Linked DNA regions of Mus musculus: region 2 is linked to region 1. A link is a contact called in public Hi-C data. All regions are on one chromosome and are shown on one strand. Each heading gives the region's core, a stretch centred on a gene start, on an enhancer-like site or on the middle of the called end of the contact. The rest is flanking DNA. Distances are from core to core; before and after follow the strand shown.

Region 1 (6,102 bases), core at 1,796-4,295:
GTATCCCTTTATCATCAATTGCTCTAGAACTTGCTGTGTTCCATAGCATCTTTATACAGAATTCATAGACAAGCCTGCACTCTAGTAGTGTGCTCTCAAACATTCTTTTACTGTAGGAATCTCAGAAGCAACCTGTGTAGAGACTAAAAGTCTACATGAAGAGTGTCTCCCCTTTGTAGCTAGTTAACCATACATATCCCAAACAAGAGGAAAAAGGCTCAGGGGAAAAATAGATTATCACTCTGAACTAAAAAGTAGTTAACCATGGAGAGTTAGAAAAATAAATATAGGGTAAAAATAAACCTTCTAATTTAGAGGGGAAAGTTTTAATTACTATTATTAGTATTGTTATTAGTATTTATTTTTTACTTATTCATTTATTTTTTGGAAACGAAAACTACATAGGACTGGCTAGCCTCAGATTGAAAGAAATCTACCTGCCTCTGCCTTTGTCTGTCTGTCTGTCTGTCTCTCTCTCTCTATCTCTTTCTTCCTGCCTTCCTGCTTCCTTGCCTCCCTGTCTCTGCCCCCTCGTACTTCCCTGCCTCTGCCTTTCTGCCTCTTCTTCTGCCTCTGCCTCTCTCTGCCTCTCTGCCTCTCTGCCTCTCTGCCTCTCTGCCTCTCTGCCTCTACCCCTGCCTCTGCCTCTCCAGTGCTGAAGTGCCCCCTAACTCTGTCCTAATCAATGAAATTTAATTTACTGTTATCTGCCTTTCTGCTACAGATGAAAACACCAACCAATGAAACAAACAGCTATGTCAAAGGATACAAGTCGCTGTGTTTGTAAAGCCCTGCAAGTCTGACACCTTTAAGACAGACTGAGATAAAGTAGTCCAAAGCAATGTGCTCAATGTGTTAATCAGCAAAGCTTCTGTTTATGAGGTAGAAAGAAAAACTCAGAAAGCATTAATTGAGGAGTTAAATTAAACACAGAAGCATCCTAAGAGTACTGTATCTCTCATATGAGCAAAACAGTCATTTAGAACAGTATTTCCATTATCCAATATTGTGCAAACATTATTGTCTCAGGGATATGGAAAGTAATTATAATTTAACAAAAGAATTTTGCTTATTGAGTTTTTTGCTATTGCTGTTTTTTGGTTTGGTTTGGTTTGGCTTTTTGAAAAAAAGTTTGGTTAAGGCTAGCACCAACTTACTATGTCACTGAAATTGGCCTTGAACTCCAGATCCATCTGCCTCCACCTTCCAATGTGTGCAAACCAATACCCAGCTCAAAAGTTAATGAAATATAAAAGTTCATTTCCTCAGCCACAGGGGCCACATTCCACTTGCCCAAGAGTATCATGTGGCTAGTGCTTACTCACTCCACTGGACAACTCAGAGAAAACATTTCCATCTATGCCAAAAGTTCTACTGACAAGCACCACCACTCTGAAATGGGGTGCATTTCTCAACTGACATTCAGAACTTCTTCAGTTAAAAAGTTGAAGACTTTTATACTTACTAACTGTCACTTTGTCCTTATCTCCCAGCATAATGTTGTTTGGCGTGAGATCTCTGTGAACAATCCTCTTCTCCTTGTGCAGATACCGAAGAGCTAAGCACAGCTTGAAACAAGAATGGAAGCAAATTTGATTCCTGCCATATACGTAACCAACAGTGTATCTCTAAGGTAGCTCAGAACTTTGTTGTATAAAGAAAATTTCAATGAAGGGTGTAGTGTACCTGTATAAATATTTTCCACAGTCGCTCTTCACTGAAATGGTGATGTTTTTCCTTCAAAGAATTAAAGTGCTCTCCAAGTGGGGCTCCTTCTATCAGCTCCATAACGATATACAACCTGTCATCTATGCAAAAGCAAAAAGGAGTCACAGAAATGTAAAGTCAGTATAAAGCCCTGGAAAACCTTCACAAATTAGAACCCGGGCTTTCCAAGGAGTGTTGGAGCACAAAACGGAAAACTTAGTGTCAGGATCCACTGAATGCTGGCAGAGCACAGAGCTGCCCTTGGGGCAGTCACAGCCTAGCAGCAACTTCCTCTGACTCCAGACTTTCTCCTCTCTGGCAAGCATAATCATTTTCTGCTTATACCATAGAATGCCTGAACCATGTCAAAGACAGTAAGCCAACTGTCTCAAGTCACGAGGCCTGCCTCTTAGTACCTCGGATCAAATAAGACGTTCAGAAAACCGCATTATAAATTGCATTTTGTATGGTGACATAGATTATGTCATACAAACTTACCCACGGATCACGCTATGATGTTGCAATAACACAGACTAAAGCACCTACCCATGACAGAGATTACTGCTAGGCCCCTCTCGAGTAGAGAGACCTGGACTCTGATTTTATGTTAGGGTTTACAAGGGTTTAGCACTGTTTGGGTTTTTGGTTTTCTTGTTGCTGTTTTTGTTCTCTGAATACACTCCTTTAAAGCCAATTTGAACTACTAATAATGATATGTGACATGTGTCTTTTCTGACTGTTGGACATACACAAAATACACACATACACAATCTGCCTGCAAAGGACAGACATCTCCCATCCTGCCCACTGGCTTCTCCACCAGTCTCACACTGCAGCATGAATGTAAGCACACTGTTCTTCCTGTTGCCTTTCACAGGATTGCAAAAATGAATAAACCATATAGCATCTCTCTTACGGACATTTATAGATTCCCAAGTTTCACCATTCCAAGAAATACATATTGCCTGCACTATGCTTAGCTGTTTGTTTTCATTTTCTCAAATTATAGTCTTCTTCATCATAGTTTATAACTTGGTAATATTATACATATTTTAAGTTTCCTTCAATTTATTTTGGAAGTCGTCAGGTTAAGTGTTTTGTTTTTGTAATGACTTGTACTTACTTCAGTCTAAGTCAGGAACTAAATCTGATAGCTTTAATTACAGGAATAATCCCGATATTAAGAACTAGCACGTAAGGAGGAAGGAGTCCATCTAAATCACTTAAAGAAGGGAAATGGGTAAAAACATAGCAATTGAGCTGCATACAGAACAGCTTCTGTTTAGTATTGAGACAGGGTCTCTCTATGCAGCCATGCCCAGCCTGAAACTCACTATGTAGATCAGGTTGTCCTCAAACACACACAGTCGGCCTCTGCCTCTCAAGTGCTGGGATTAAAGGACTGAGTCACCATGCCCGGCTAATACTTCAGGATTTTATGCTACAGATGGTTAAGTTCAATACTTCCTTCACTTGTAAACAAGCGACTGAGTTTGGCTTTGTTTGACTGTGCTCTCCATCCCACAAGCAGGAAACAAGCCAGCCAGCCTGCAGGCTCAGCCAGGACTCTGGCGCCACCTGGTGGCATCTACTGAAATTTGTGAGAAAAAAAAAAAAAAACCTTGAAGGCGGAGTCCAATCCATTTTATTAGGGGTGGAAAATGCCACTAGATGCTGCTGTGAGCTTGCAAAAAGAAAAATAAAACATCATGCTTTAGTTCTCTTTTCTCTTTTTCTTCTACAGTTCCTTTTCTGTACAATAATTTAATTATTTTTGTTTATTCACACTGTGCCTCTATATAATACAGATCAAAATATTTTAAGTATTCTCAGGTCATCAATTAAAAAATTATTTTACTGCTTAAGAAAGCAATGCCTAATAATAAAAGCCAGTAGAAAATAGCTGAATGGGTTTATTTTCTGCCAACATAATATAAATGTATATAAATAACAAACATATGTTTCCTTACTTAGAAAGCAATTCATACTTACTTTCCAAAAATGTTTTATAATAACGTACAACATTGGGATGATAAAGCTGTAAGAAAACAAATAGCAAACACTTATCAGACTCTTCAAAACACAAGCTTTTGTACACTGAAGTTTCATCTAAGACTGCCAGCTGCCATTTAAGGTTTTAAATGACTTTTTTAAGTTAATGAAAGAGACAGTGTCCTCCATGCCTTTGTGAACCAGGCTAGAAGATGCTGCACTTCCTAATGGGCAGTGGACAGGTTTAGGACTGATCAGTTCCTTAACGATTCCCTTAGCATGCTCTGCCCCAGGGTTGGGCCTCAGCTACACAGGGAGGGAGAAAGTTCTAAAAAAGAAAAATGGTGTAAAATGTCTCCAACTATTTATTTAGAATGTAGTTTCTAGGTAAAGTGTCTTGTTTCAGAGGAATTGCCATGATGTCTATAAATGGTTTGTGCCTCTGAGTGTCCCTCTGAGTGGGGCCCACGTAGCTGCTACTCACACCAACCCAGCGGTCTCAGGGTTATCAGCAGCAGAGTAGCCAGGATGTGGCTTCCCAGGCAGCAGTGACATTTGTCTGTCCCTCAGCCCTGGAAGTGTCCTTTCTGCTGCTTTTCCCACTTGGGATGGGAAGGTGTCACCAGCAGTTGCATGGAACAGGGAATAATGCCAACTTGTGCCATTCTCTAAGCCTGGTAGTTCGAAGCCTCTGTGCTGTGCTCATTGTCACCTCTTAGCAGACAGGGTCTCTCACTCCCGTACCTATGGCTTCTGTATTCCATGACATCCTTCTTTTTGGTTCAGGTGGCTCCCACAGGAGGGACAATCTTCAGTGACATCAAAATCTAAACTGTGGCACCCTGATTGGCCTCTTCTGGACCCTTTTTCTTAGGAAACGCACTTAAACAAATTAGCACCCAAATCAACTAGCAAGTGGGGACAGGATGAGTTTCTGAACGGATGGGATGGCTTCTTGCGATCTAATCCATTAGTGGTGACTTTTGTTGTAACTTAGTGATGTCAAACTATAGGTTTCAATGAATAAAGACCATGTTTGTGACACCAAGCAAACATGACTGCAGGGCGCAGTGAGGCTGGCAGCTTCCTAGAACTTAGAAACAGAAATGCACAAACAAGGAGAGCTGGGAAAGGAACCAGCATCTTCTCGGATTACAGAAAGAATTCCCATTTCTCGCCTGCGCTCCGTTTTCCTCCAATACTCCTTCATAATGACAGCTAATTGAGCGATTATGTCACATATTCATGATAATAAAAATAACCCAGAAGACAGTGGGGCCCACCCCTAATCTCAGCACTTAGGACAGGGAGCCAGGAAAGGGGGGGGCGGGTCCTGAAGGTCAGTCTGTACTACAGAGCAGGGCTAAGACCAGCCTAGACTACACAAGCCTGCTCTAGAAAGGGGAAATGAAACAAAACCTACATTTTAGATTTAATAAGCCAGACTTGAGGGGTGTCAACAGGTTGGCTTTAGCTGACTGAAGTTGGAGGGTGGTCTTTCTCAAATTCCCAGCACTCCATTAAGGGTGTCTTTCTCCTGTTCCTATGCAGTAACTCAGTAGCTAAGCATACATGGTGTGTTCTGGTTTGTAAGCTCAACTGTTTTGCATCCAAGGCCCTGCTATAAACTCCTAAAAGAGTTTCCATGACTCAATAACAAGCTTTAGGAAAAACACTGGCAAAAATATCACTGCACCAATGTCCAGTATTTCATACCGAACTGATTTATAAACGGCATGGACAAGAACAGCAGCAGAGCTCAGCTTCAATGACATTTATATCAGAGACATCTCAGAAATAAGACAATATTTACCTGCTCCTTAATTATTGTTAATTCAGAAACAATGTTCTTGACACTGCTGTCTCGGTCTTTCTTATCCTTTCCAAATGCTGGGTTATGCAAATTGACCTCCTTCATTGCTAAAAGATTTTGACCACTACGCTTTCTAACCTACAATAAGGAAAGCAATTAATTAAATGCTGAGAATTGAGGGTTAGACAAAGACAGATGAACTAGAATAACAAAATTACATACATGGTTAACCAACACATAGCATGAGAGTCTAGCTGCATTTACACTAAGCTGAGAGAGCTCAAACCTGTTACCTTCTGGTCTGGTCCCCACTGCAGGACTCAACAGGCTTTCCCTGGGCAGGTGTAGAAACACTGGTGAAAGTTTATAAACTATGTCATGCACTGGGACAAGCTATTTTGATTCATTTTCTGTGAAGGATGCCCTGTCAGGGACCAGGTACTAGAGCTGAGAGCCAAGGCAACACTCACATAATTACCACCCAGTGTTGGATACAACCAGCACTCTCATCTCTATCTGTACTTCTTCACTAGTTTTCAATGATAAGGACTTCAATTAAAATGAGTATGGCCATCTGGAGTGTTACTTCA
Region 2 (6,300 bases), core at 1,713-4,212, 500 kb before region 1:
CCCCTCACTCACAAAAAGGAAGAAAGAACCGGTGTGGTGGCGCACGCCTTTAATCCCAGCACTCGGGAGGCAGAGGCAGGAGGATTTCTGAGTTTGAGGCCAGTCTACAGAGTGAGTTCCAAGACAGCCAGGTCTACACAGAGAAACCCTGTCTCGAAAACGAAAACAAAAACAAAAACAAAAGAGAAAGATATTGAGAACAAGACAATGACTGTCATTCAGCTGCTGAGTGAACTGTCTCTGTCTCCTAAGTAGACTTAGTTTCTATGATTTTGGAAAGAGTGTTTGACGGCCATCACCGAATCTCCACATTCAATTTGTAGCTCAGAGGTGTATGTGGCTAGAAGATGTGAGGAAAACATGAGGACAGCAGGTCATACCTACACACCACATTTGGAAATATTGTGGCTACCTGTTTGACATGAGCAAGGGCAGACATGAATAAAGACAATGGAGTCCAGTGAATTAGGGCCTTCATAGGAGGAGTTTTGAGCGAAGAAAGGTGCATGTTAAAAGTATTGTTAGTGAATTCAGGTCTATTTCATAGACAGCTGGTATCTGGTGATGCTGGCCATGCTATCCCTCTGTAACCCCAGCCCTTCTCTTAAGAACTTTCATTTTGATGTCAGTCTGGTACCCTTGTCTCCATCTCTGCAGCTTATTTTCTCTTTGCCTTTATATGGAAAGCTAATTCAAAATAGACCTGGGGTTGAGTCATGTTTCTACATTGTTCTTGTGGGAGATAACCAATAAGAGAATATCTTCCTCTTTCTTGGAGAATTGTCTGTTCATCAGTTGTTGTCCATTTGTACACTACATTAAGGCCAGGCCATGCTGGCAATCATTCTGAAGTAGTTAATCAGCATCACACCCCTTCCACCCCCATTTGTGAAATGATCTCACTTTGATTGGATATTTGAGCTGTTGTGTGTGTCTCCTGAACAATATACCAGTCTATTTTTCTAGTGACATAATAAATATTGACTTATCATGGTTCTGGAAAATCCAAGATCAAAGTCTCAAAATAATTTGCATATAGTGGAGACTGATTTCCTGGTTCAAAGATGGTACTTGGTATGTGTCCTCATGGAATGCAGAGACAAGAATTTCTCTAGTCATGCTTACAGGGGTGTTAATGCTACACATGAGAGATCACTTTTCTACAGACCTGTTTATGTTACCCTTGTGTTAGTATTAGATTTCAACACATGAGTCATCAGTTCTTAAATTTTCAGGCTATGGCAGCTCTCCACATCCTGAATCTCTTGTCACTCTATCCCAGATGGGGTTAGTAAACCAAGTCGCAGTAGCTGAGCCGTTTAGACAACCTCAAGTAGCTTTGTTCTTCAGTTTTTAAATATCACAGTTAGAAAATGAGACACTTATTTGGAGCCAACATCTCTGAAAGAAAGAGATGTTCTGTGTTAATTACCTAGCAGATGTTCCATCCATGGATAGATCATTAGGAGACAAAGGATCTGATCTCAAGATGGACGGCAAACTTCTGCTGAAACGTCAGTGTGTTCAGTGTGTTTCAGATTTGTTTCTTATGTGTGACCATCAATATTGGAATGGTAATTCTAGAGAAACCATAACCAAGTCTAGAGGAGTCTACTGAGGAAAGATCCATTCTTCCATCTCCTTAGGTGCCAATACTCACAGTGTTTCCAAGGATTGCCACATTAGCATGTAGAACCAATAGATATTTAATGAGCTGGTTTTTTAGTTAAAAATCACCTTGCTTCAGTCAGTGACAGTATTTATATCTTCCCATGTGCCAGTCACCATGTAGATAATGGGCACACATCCAAGAAGGGTGATAATAACTATAACTGGCAAGTACTGCACTCTTACTGCTGATCGATTACCTCATATAATTCTCAAATCAACTTCATAATTAAGTGACTTTGTAATATTGAATCAATAACAAAGAATGATATTTAAAGGGGTCCAATAATGCTAACAAAGACTAAAGCTGGACCTCACAGTGCTTGTACACTATTTATTGTTGTTCCCACATAAGAAAGCAAACTTCATATTCTCAAGAAACTTATACTCTGAATTAGGGAACACATATATTCAGAAAGCAATCAAATTAAGAAAAATGCAAGAAGGCGCTGCAAAGTTTGCCACCTTTCAGTTAATCTGTGTCTGAGACAGAGTTGAAGGAAGTCACTTGGTTGATGTGGACTTCCTCTAGTTTCACCAAACAAACTCTCTTATCTTTTCCCCTCCTGTCATCCCTAGTCTGTAATTCTGCGTCCCCTTCTGTTTGTCTGCACGCCCCTCCTTTCCCTGCTCTTTTGGTTTCTCTCCCATACAGATAGATATTAGAGACTAACAAATGTCACAGTGTAGTTTCAAAGGTGTATATGGGAGGGAGGCAAGGATGGGTGACCACAAATGAAACCAGCTATTGACAGAGGGATCGGTGCATCTGAGTAGCCTTGCTTTATGTGTTCTGGTGTTTGGTGGATTCAAGGAAAGCATGAACGTGCTCATTGCCCAGTGTGTCTGGGCTCCTCCCTTCTTGCTTTCTGACACTGTAAGCATGCAGGACTCCAAAAGCACATCCACACCACTCTTCTGCTGTTAAGCGAGTCTCCCCAGGATTAACAACTCAGTTCATTATGTTTCCAGATCACATTAATCATCTTTTCTGGGAGTTTGGAAACATTTGGAGTCATTTCTCTATGAATTTATCCATCTGGGATCTTTATAAAAGATATGTTCACACAGTCATTTGTTGCTCACTTAAGAAGCTATTTGCTGCGCTCTGCTGAGAGTGTTGTTCCCAATATCCTGAAAGGAAACGTCTGAAGTCAAATGTGGCTTCTTCACCATTCAGGGGCCCCTCAGTTGAGCTCAGTGAGGTTTTTAACAAAGAGCAAGACCCAGAGCATAGAGGTTCTAGTTCCAACATAATAGTGTTGAGAAGTTCAAAGGCGGTGTTCTGTGCAGCCTGCCTGCACTCCTAGAGCAGATGGGAGTGGAGGAAGCTGTGGGGGCTGTGGAAAGGAGGTGAGATGGATGAGTCAGAGCAAAGGTCCAGGCAGGATTTCTGGCTTTACTCCTACAGGCTATGTAACCTTAGACAATTCACATAGTCTCTCTAAGATCCATTCACCCCTCTGTAAACTACTATCATAGGGTAGTTCTATATGCTGGCTTTTATTCTCTCCTCTGCTCTCTGCTGTTGAGGAAACTGTATAAATCGGCTAGTACCACTTAATTTTGCAATTTCCACACCTCTTTTCAAAACCAACAGTGTGTGTGTATATGTATGTGTGTATACATATAAAATATATAATACATGTATGAAAGAAAATCATCTATTGAGTAATTTCCATGGCTGTTACTAACAATAAAATGTGTGTGTCTGTGTGTGTGCATGTGTGTGTGCATATGTGTGTTTATACTATGTATAAACATATGTGTGTTAATTACACACAGTATATAATACTATATATATAAACATATATGACACATACGTGTACACACATACGTATGTGTGTGCATTTGCCTGTGCATGCATGTGTGTGTGTGTGTGTGTGTGTGTGTGTGTGTGTGTGTGTGTGCATCTGCAAAAGAATAAATATCCTATTATGGATGTCCTAGAAGCCAGTATTTCTTAATTATCTTCTGTTATATAAAAAGCCTTAAAGCCATGTGCCCTGTTTGAATTGAGCTGAAGATGTGTTGTTTAGGAAACAGACAGAGAATCCTTTAGGATACACTGTGAGCATCCTCCCAGGCACAGTATAGTCTTAGGAGCCTGGAAAGTAAGCAATTCCTGTAAAGGCTTTTGTTCGTTTGCCTCAGGCAATATTGTGCAGGGAAGCTCTGAGGCACGGCCCAATTCTTAAGTCAGATGTTTCTTTAGAGACAATATTCTGCATTGAATATCTTCTGAAAGCCCACGACAGACATTTCTGTCTGTGATCATTATCCTTGAAATATAGGTTCTTTCTGCCCACGTGAAGGACTGGCTTGAATAATGCCTCTGGTACTGTAGGAAGCATAAAAGGCACAGTTAAATTGTATTGCCTTAGAAGGGTCCAGGAGAGGAGTACAAGAGATGGTAGAAGTTTGTTCTAATTCTGCCCTGGCTGAAAACCAGGTAACGGGATGTGGAAATGTTGGCCTCTGTTGAATCCTCTCCCCAGCCTTGGGACTTTCAGTTGGAGATTCCCATTACACAGGAAATTCCCAGTGGCCTTGATGGAAATTACCTGCCTACCTCACCTTCTTGCCCCTACTTTAGGTGGACTCCTGAGGGCACTTTTTAATTGCCATGCATGTCTCCTCACAGAAAAGCTAATTGCATCTGCTTTCCTTTCCTTTAGGTTCCCAATCAAGGACAGGAATAATGAAGAAGGCTGTGTGCTAGCTGCATCCTTTTGAACCACCCAGGAAGGAAATCCAGAGTGTGGTCAGGGGCAGAACACATGCAACCCTTGGAGTGAATGAGGAATGGACTCGTGATTATGCAGAGGTTGCAGGATGAATCTGGTCGACCTGTGGCTGTCCCGCTCCCTCTCCATGTGTCTCCTCCTCCAAAGCTTTGTACTGATGATACTGTGTTTTCATTCTGCCAGTATGTGTCCCAAGGGCTGCCTTTGCTCTTCCTCTGGAGGGTTAAATGTCACCTGTAGCAATGCAAATCTCAAGGAAATACCCAGAGATCTCCCTCCTGAAACAGTTTTGCTGTATTTGGACTCCAATCAGATCACATCCATCCCCAATGAGATTTTTAAGGACCTCCATCAACTGAGAGTGCTTAACCTGTCCAAAAACGGCATCGAGTTTATTGACGAGCATGCATTCAAAGGAGTAGCAGAAACCCTGCAGACCCTGGACTTGTCTGACAACAGGATTCAAAGTGTGCACAAAAATGCCTTCAATAATCTGAAGGCTAGGGCTAGGATTGCTAACAACCCATGGCATTGTGACTGTACTCTCCAGCAAGTTCTCAGGAGCATGGCATCCAATCATGAGACAGCACACAATGTGATTTGCAAGACATCAGTGTTGGATGAGCACGCTGGGAGACCTTTCCTCAATGCTGCCAATGACGCTGACCTGTGTAACCTCCCTAAAAAGACTACTGACTATGCCATGCTCGTCACTATGTTTGGCTGGTTCACCATGGTGATCTCTTATGTGGTGTACTACGTGAGGCAGAATCAGGAGGATGCCCGGAGACACCTTGAATACTTGAAATCCCTGCCAAGCAGGCAAAAGAAGGCAGATGAGCCTGATGACATTAGCACTGTGGTATAGTAGCCATGCTGGCTGGCACTGGGAAGGGAGCTTCTGTTTGTAGGAAAATAAGTGATTCATTTCCCCCTTCATTGTACACATTTAAAACTTTGTATTTTAGTTTCTTTGGAATCATGCCACTGTTGAACTTTACACAAACAACACTAATAATTTTAGTTTAGGTGATCTCCCCCCCCCCCATTAATTGTGACCTCTGGTTCCTGAGTAACAAACTCTCTGAACATTAGTTAGACCCATCTCACTATTTAATAATGAAATTTATTTTTTTAATTTAAAACTGAATAAAAGCTTAACTTTGAACCATGGAAAACAGTGTGCCTTATTGGTTAAGACACAATATAGTCAGTGCACTTGCACCGAAGTAAAACAGACAGCCCTGTGACGGTAAGACTATCTCATTAAAAGATGATGTGTCATTCGGCCTCATTGCAGTCTGGGGAGCCAGAGCTAAATTGTTGATCAGTTAAGAATCTGCCAGATTTAGCTAGCCAAGATGTTTATACAGATGTATTTCTCGAGGACTTGAGTGTATTAGAATGTCTGCTGGCAAGCATCTACTTTTCTAAACGGGTAGGTCAGACATGCTTCTACTCTGTGATGGATGAAATGGGAAAGTAAACAATGCCATGAATCTTATCCTCCTGCTGGCCTTTTGGTGGGCAGGAGTGTGTGGTGAATCCAGGAAGAGTTAGGCTTGGGAAGGAGGCAAGCACGCCCTCAGCGGACGCTCTGTGTGGGTATCCGGATACTGCTACTGTCCATACCTCTCACCACCAGAGGAAAAAGTGAACACTGGCCGTGCATATAAAACAGAGGTCCAGCCACCAGCCAGGTGTTAGAGCTTGAGTTTGAACTAGGTCTTTTCTGTTTTGTTTTGTTTGGTTTGGTTTGGTTTTTTTCAAGTCAGGGTTTCTCTGTGTAGCCCTGGCTATCCTGGAACTCACTCTGTAGACCAGGCTGGCCTCAAACTCAGAAATTCGCCTGCCTCTGCCTCCCAAGTGCTGGGATTAAAGGCGT

What was found. Hi-C and Micro-C count contacts between places; a contact is called where the count stands out from the background.
Region 2: a Hi-C map of cerebellum shows a contact between it and region 1, with 2.8 times the contacts expected there. The contact joins two enhancer-like sites. A contact is called at or near these places in 1 of 15 datasets of contacts at CTCF or cohesin (large pre-B cells) and 6 of 484 Hi-C or Micro-C datasets (CD4 T cells, the P5424 cell line, cerebellar granule neurons and 3 more).

The regions. Positions count from the first base shown.
Region 1 is chr14:14,861,099-14,867,200 of GRCm38.p6, reverse strand. Nek10 (NIMA (never in mitosis gene a)- related kinase 10) reads right to left here. Exons shown (of 35, transcript NM_001195229.1): 18 at 5,513-5,650; 19 at 3,700-3,745; 20 at 1,687-1,808; 21 at 1,466-1,568. Among named protein-coding and RNA genes, the nearest start is that of Nek10, 43 kb to the right of the region's middle. Within about 2 kb of position 3,045, at least 64 of the 459 cell types and tissues checked have an H3K27ac peak or open chromatin away from gene starts, as enhancers often do. A contact at or near this core is called in cerebellum, where this site is marked.
Region 2 is chr14:15,356,808-15,363,107 of GRCm38.p6, reverse strand. Lrrc3b (leucine rich repeat containing 3B) reads left to right here. Exons shown (of 2, transcript NM_146052.4): 2 at 4,347-5,593. The coding sequence starts at 4,504. The coding sequence ends at 5,283. Among named protein-coding and RNA genes, the nearest start is that of Gm31577, 38 kb to the right of the region's middle. Within about 2 kb of position 2,962, at least 9 of the 459 cell types and tissues checked have an H3K27ac peak or open chromatin away from gene starts, as enhancers often do. A contact at or near this core is called in cerebellum, where this site is marked.